2 separate regions of the Pan troglodytes genome follow, and region 2 is linked to region 1. The links are chromatin contacts, called in public Hi-C maps. All regions are on one chromosome and are shown on one strand. Each heading gives the region's core, a stretch centred on a gene start, on an enhancer-like site or on the middle of the called end of the contact. The rest is flanking DNA. Distances are from core to core; before and after follow the strand shown.

Evidence for each region. Hi-C and Micro-C count contacts between places; a contact is called where the count stands out from the background.
Region 2: a contact with region 1 is called in a Hi-C map of stem cell-derived neural progenitor cells, with 2.4 times the contacts expected there. The contact joins the enhancer-like site here to the promoter of AKNA in region 1. A contact is called at or near these places in 2 of 7 Hi-C or Micro-C datasets (blood and stem cell-derived neural progenitor cells).

What each region holds. Positions count from the first base shown.
Region 1 is chr11:24,054,340-24,057,039 of NHGRI_mPanTro3-v2.0_pri, forward strand. AKNA (AT-hook transcription factor) reads left to right here and starts at 1,407. Exons shown (of 22, transcript XM_016961514.4): 1 at 1,407-1,490.
Region 2 is chr11:24,103,712-24,106,411 of NHGRI_mPanTro3-v2.0_pri, forward strand. AKNA (AT-hook transcription factor) reads left to right here. Exons shown (of 22, transcript XM_016961514.4): 16 at 2,614-2,700. Among named protein-coding and RNA genes, the nearest start is that of ORM1, 19 kb to the right of the region's middle. Within about 2 kb of position 1,345, at least 14 of the 24 cell types and tissues checked have an H3K27ac peak or open chromatin away from gene starts, as enhancers often do. A contact at or near this core is called in stem cell-derived neural progenitor cells, where this site is marked.

The sequences.
Region 1 (2,700 bases), core at 157-2,656:
GACCGCCATGCTGCTCAAACCCAGAAAAACACTTCACTTCCATGACCTGTGTGGAAAAACACCTTGGGCCCTTCCTACACTGACATTCCAGGGCCAGAGCCCAGAAGGATTAGCTAAAATGTTTGCCCCTTTCACAGAGCAGGCCCTTAGTGGGTAGAAGCTGCTGCTAAACTTACTACTAAATATGTGTCTAGGGAGTAGCAGGCAACCTGGGGAACTGGCAAGTGCTTTCTACCTGGAGGAAAAACTCCAAAGCATTCAACTTTGGATGCAGCTGGATGAGGGACCTTGGGCAAGTCTCTTCTTGCATCAGGACTTATTAACCCTCTTGTGTTAATAGGGTCGGTCAAGGTGCTCTTTAAATTAGTACCACTGATTTATTTCTGACGGGCCTGCCATTATGTTTATTTATTTACTCTCAACAACCGCATAAGATGTGGGTATGAATCCCATTTGCCTGAGGCTCACTGGCAGCAAGTGGCAGAGCTGGGGCAAAGAGCCCAGGTGAGTTGGACACCGTGCATCCTTCAAGGTGTGTGTGTGGTGGACAAGGTATGATGTCTGTGCTGCACTCACAGCGGGACCTTGGAAAAGTTCTTGTCCGTCTTCGGGCTGGGTTTCCATGCTTGCCTGATGGGGAGTTGGACAAGAATATACTTGGGGGCGGTGGTGATAATACCTACCTACCTCATAGGAGACGACTGAACAGCAGAAGAGCTTCCAACAGGTCTGACCCATAATTAGTGATCAAGAAAAGTTTATTATTACTGTTACTAAGCAGGCCGTTTCAGCCATGGAAGTTTGTGATTTCCTCCTCACTGTGGCTCTGTGCGATCTTCTTTTTTTTTTTTTTTTTTTTTTGATGGCGCCTTGCTCTGTCGCCCAGGCTGGAGTGCAGTGACGCAATCTTGGCTCACTGCAACCTCCGCCTCCCAAGTTCAAGCGATTCTCGTGCCTCAGCCTCCCAAGTAGCTGGGATTACAGATATGCGCCACCACGCCCAGCTAATTTTTGTAGTTTTAGTAGAGACTGGTGGGGGTGGGGGGACGGTCACCATGTTGGCCAGGCTAGTCTCGAACTCCTGACCTCAGGTGATCTGCCCGGCCTCCCAAAGTGCTGGGATTACAGGCGTGAGCCACTCTGTGCGATCTTGCATAAATGCCTTACCCTCCGCAGACCGGGCCTCGATCTCCGGGTCTGCGGTGGGGCTGATTGCAGTAGGCACACACAGCCTCCCAGGTCTGAGATTTTCATCCTGCAGCAGGGTTTGCGATCCCTATGTCCGAGTCCCTGGGGGCGGGCCGTGGCGGCGGCCTTTCGGTGATTGGTGCGCTCCCAGAGGCCCCGCCCCCCCCGGGCCGCCCCCTGCTGTCGCGGGCGGGCCTCAGGGATTATGCAAAGGAGCCACCGCCCCGCCCCGCGCCCGGATTGGAGGCCTTTGTTTGCCGCTCAACTCCAGGAAACCACCCGCGCTCGGCGGCCGCCAGCAGGTGAGACTCGGGGAGGGGCTCGCGGGGCGTCCGGGGTGGTCCCTGTCCCTCGTTGGGACTCAGTTTCTCCGTCGGGAGAATGGGGAGGGCGAGTGGACAGTGCCGGTGGGCTCCGTTCCACTGGGACGGCGCTGCTTTCGATCTTTTCCACGTGGAAACCCCACGCGCACAGGGAAGGAGACGCATCACCGCTCCGGGAATGGGAGGGAGCCCTGGACGGGCGGTATGGGCCCCAGTCCAAACCGTGCCGGCCGCGGGGTTCCACAGTCTCCACCCTCCGGCCTCAGTCTCCACCTCTGCACAATGGGGGCGTTGGCTTTTTCTCTTTCCAGCTGGGGCTGGTGGCAGGGAGGGGAGGGGTCCCGGGGGAGCTCGGGGGTGGGCCTTGGCTGGGCCTCGGGCTGTGTTTGGGCTGGAGGCGTGGCCCGGGTTGCTGTGGTTACTGGGGAGGTGAGGCTTTCTGTCTGGGATTTGTGTGAGATTCGTTCACCCAGCAACAATCCGCGCAGCCTGGCGGCCCTCGGAGCCGCGCGCGCTTCCCGGACGCCTAACGCAAGTTTCTTTTCCTCTTTTTGTCGCGGGGGGGAAGGTAGAACAAGGGCCAGTGTCGGGTAGGCAGCCCTGACAATGGTAGGAACTGAACGGGCTGCAAAAATAAGTCCAGTTCCCTCTTGGTACACCTGCGGAGGAGAATGAGGTCCAGAGAGGGGGCGCGACTGGCCCAAGGGTGCACAGCAGGGAGGCGCAGAGCTGGGCTCTCCCCAGTGTGATGGGGCTGGCACAGGCAGAACCAGAGTCTGCTTGCTGCGTGACCTTAGACGACACTTCCAAAGCTCCTTTCCCGGGCTTTTGTTGAAAGAAATGACGGACTGGAGTCCATCATTACCTATGTTTAAAGACCTGCTTCTGAGATAGTCGAAGGGAAAATTGCTGATAACAAACCTGGGCTATGTTGGAGCAGAGAGAAGCTGAGACAGGCTGCAGTGAAAAGAGACATTGTTCCTGTCCTCTAGAACAGAAGGAGAAGAAATGGGCTGGAACTGAAGCATGAAAGACTAAAGTTAGATACATACAGGGACTTCCCAAACGACTTTTCCAGGCGCCTCCTCTGGAATTGGTGGGTTTTATTTGGGGGCTGTTTTGTTAATAAAACAATGGCTGCCCATCTGTTAGGGCCTAAGTCTGGTTTACTTACTAACAAACAGGGGAG
Region 2 (2,700 bases), core at 95-2,594, 49 kb after region 1:
CTGCCTTCTGAGTTTTTCTTTTCTTTTTTTGGTTCGTGTGCATTTTTTCTACTAAGAAAGTTCCACTTCCTTGGTTGAACGGAAATGGTAAAATTGCTTGGTCAGTTCTCTCACACCTCCTCTTAGTTGCTTTTGGCCAGTGATCACTCACACGCCCTTGCTGGAGTGGGTGTCTGTCCCGGGATGCGCTGGGGAGACTGCTCGATGGTGGCCCAGCCAAGGTTTCTTTGGCTCGAACAGGCATGAGGCTGTCATGTTGCCTACGTGCAAAGTTGTGTCCAGCTGCTGGTGTTTGGCTTCCTTGTCTGAGTTTAGTAAGTCTACCCCTGCAGCCTCCCCTGACATCAGTGGAGGAATTAGAGGCTTGTTTGTCTAGGGTATGCCAGGCCTTGGGAATACAATAGTGGACAAGACTCTATCTTAGGCCTCGTAAAGCTTACCATCTTGTAGGATGAACAGACAAAGAAACAGGCAGTAGTGCCCTCCATTGTGATAAATACCATGATGGCAGAGGACTAAAGGACTGTGGGAGCACAGCGAAGGAGCATCTGGTCCGGTTAGAGGCTTCAGGGAGGGCTTCCTGGAGGAAGTGGTATCTCAGCAGACATCAGAAGGAAGAGAGGTAGAAGAGTATCTTCAGTGGAGGGAATGGCATGTGCAAAGGCCTAGAGGTGAGAGAGTGCCCATCACCTTGGGGGAGCTAAACGGTCAGCCAGATCCTCTAGTGTGAGGGGGTGGAGTGTTGAGCAGTAAAGGAAGAGAGGGGTAGAGAGGAGAGACCTATGGGAGATCCTACAGGGCCTGAAGGCCATGGGTAAGGGGAGACATTCACTGCATATTCCATGAGTGCACAAAGGCTGAGAGGACAGGGAAGGGGATTTTAAGCAGGGACGTAGCGTAGGCAGGTTTATGTTTTAGAGTTCTCTGGCCACCGGCAGGGTGAGAACGGAGACCAAGAGACTGCTGAGAAGGCTGCCACATCCAGGAGAGAGATGATGGGAACTGGGTTCTCAGGGAGGGCCCCTACAGAGGGGAAGAAGGGATTCATTTGGGAAGAGGTATTTTGGAAGTTGGGCCCATGAGACTTGGTAACTAATTAACTTCAGGGATGTTCAGGGAAGGAGAGGATCTAGAGTGACTCAGATTTCTGTCTGGCTAGTCAGGTAGATGCTGCTGCCATGTGCAGAGACAGGGGAGTAAGTTTGCAGAGAAAGATGAATGTTAAGTGCCTGCTGGCACTCGGTAAGAAACTAAAGAGTTACATCAGAGAGACTGAGATACCCAAGTGGCTGACTCATGCCCCCGGCCTGGTAAGTCTTTTTTTTTAGTGCCTTCTGACTAGGAGGCAGAGCTCTCCCTTGCAGGAGTTAACTGGGGGCGGGGAGATGTCACTCTCCAGTAGTCACCGCCCACCCTTGCCCTCGTGGCTTTGCCTCAGAAACACCAGCAAGCGTCTCCCTGGGGATTACCAAGGGAACCCGCTGCCCTCAGACACACACACTCAGTGCTGGGGCACAGCCAGGAAGAGGCCTCCACTCCTTCTGACACAGTCATCTGAGCGCTCATGTCTGCTGGAGGCGGCACCAGGGGATACTCACCCAGGAGTCCAGGGGCCACCAGGCAAGAATGGCCCCAGTGGGAATTCCCACCCCAGAAGCCAGACCAAGGAGTAGATGTGGAGCCTGCATCCGCCTGGAGGGTGGCTTTGCTGAGCCTGGCTCTAATGCTGCTCCGTGGTTGAGGGGGTCTTGTGGGGAGGGGTATCTGGGTAGGATTGTCTGCTGCAGTGCCAGCAATGCCCACAAAACGAGACCCTGAAGATGCAGGGACTGATTGGAGAGAAACACAGACAGGATTTACTCCCTCAGTGCTGGTGGCTGGAGGTTGGACCATGTTGGGGGTTTCACTAGGATTTACTACAGTCTTGCAGACAGCTTCCAGCCTGCTCTTAGTCAGCCCTCCCGGTTCAGGTGGTGCTAGGAAGCATCGAGCTGTCTCCCTGTCCGCTCTCCACTCACAGCGCTTTATTCTGCTCTGTGTCAGAACCCAGATCCACTGCAGTACTGTTTCCTGAGCATCCACAAGGTGCAGGGCCTCAGGGGTTATGAGACAGGAAGCCCGCTTCTTTCTTGTCCGCTGGCGGCTCACTGTCTGTGTGGGGAGATGGTGGACAAGCATCTTCTGCCAGGTCTGGAGAGATGGGCTTGCACAGTGGTAGGGAGAGGAGCTGGGCCTGGACAGAGAGTGAAGGTTGGTATTTTATGGCAGAACTGTAGCTAGGGCCCTCTCTATGCTGCATCCTTGTCTCCATCTCGAGAATTTGTCACTGGTGTTCCTGAACAGCCACTCAGACCCCGTGTGTTAGGAAGAGAAAACTTCAAAGAAAGGTTCTGTTTTGTTCACTGAATGCACAGGGACATGAACTCAGAAATGTGTCAAGTTGTATAGCAAGAAAAGTGTCACACAGGAAAGTTCTAGAATCATTTGACAGCAGAGATAGACCCTGTGCCTGCTGTGAAGGGACAAAGGCTGCCGCATCCTGGCATACTCGGGTGGCTGCAGCTCTGTTCCTCATGCCTCTGTTCTTTGTTTCTGTCTCCACTCCAACCCCAGCCAGGCCATCTGTGAGCTGCAAGAAGAGGTGTCCCGGCTCCGTCTGCGGCTGGAGGACAGCCTGCACCGGCCACTCCAGGGCAGCCC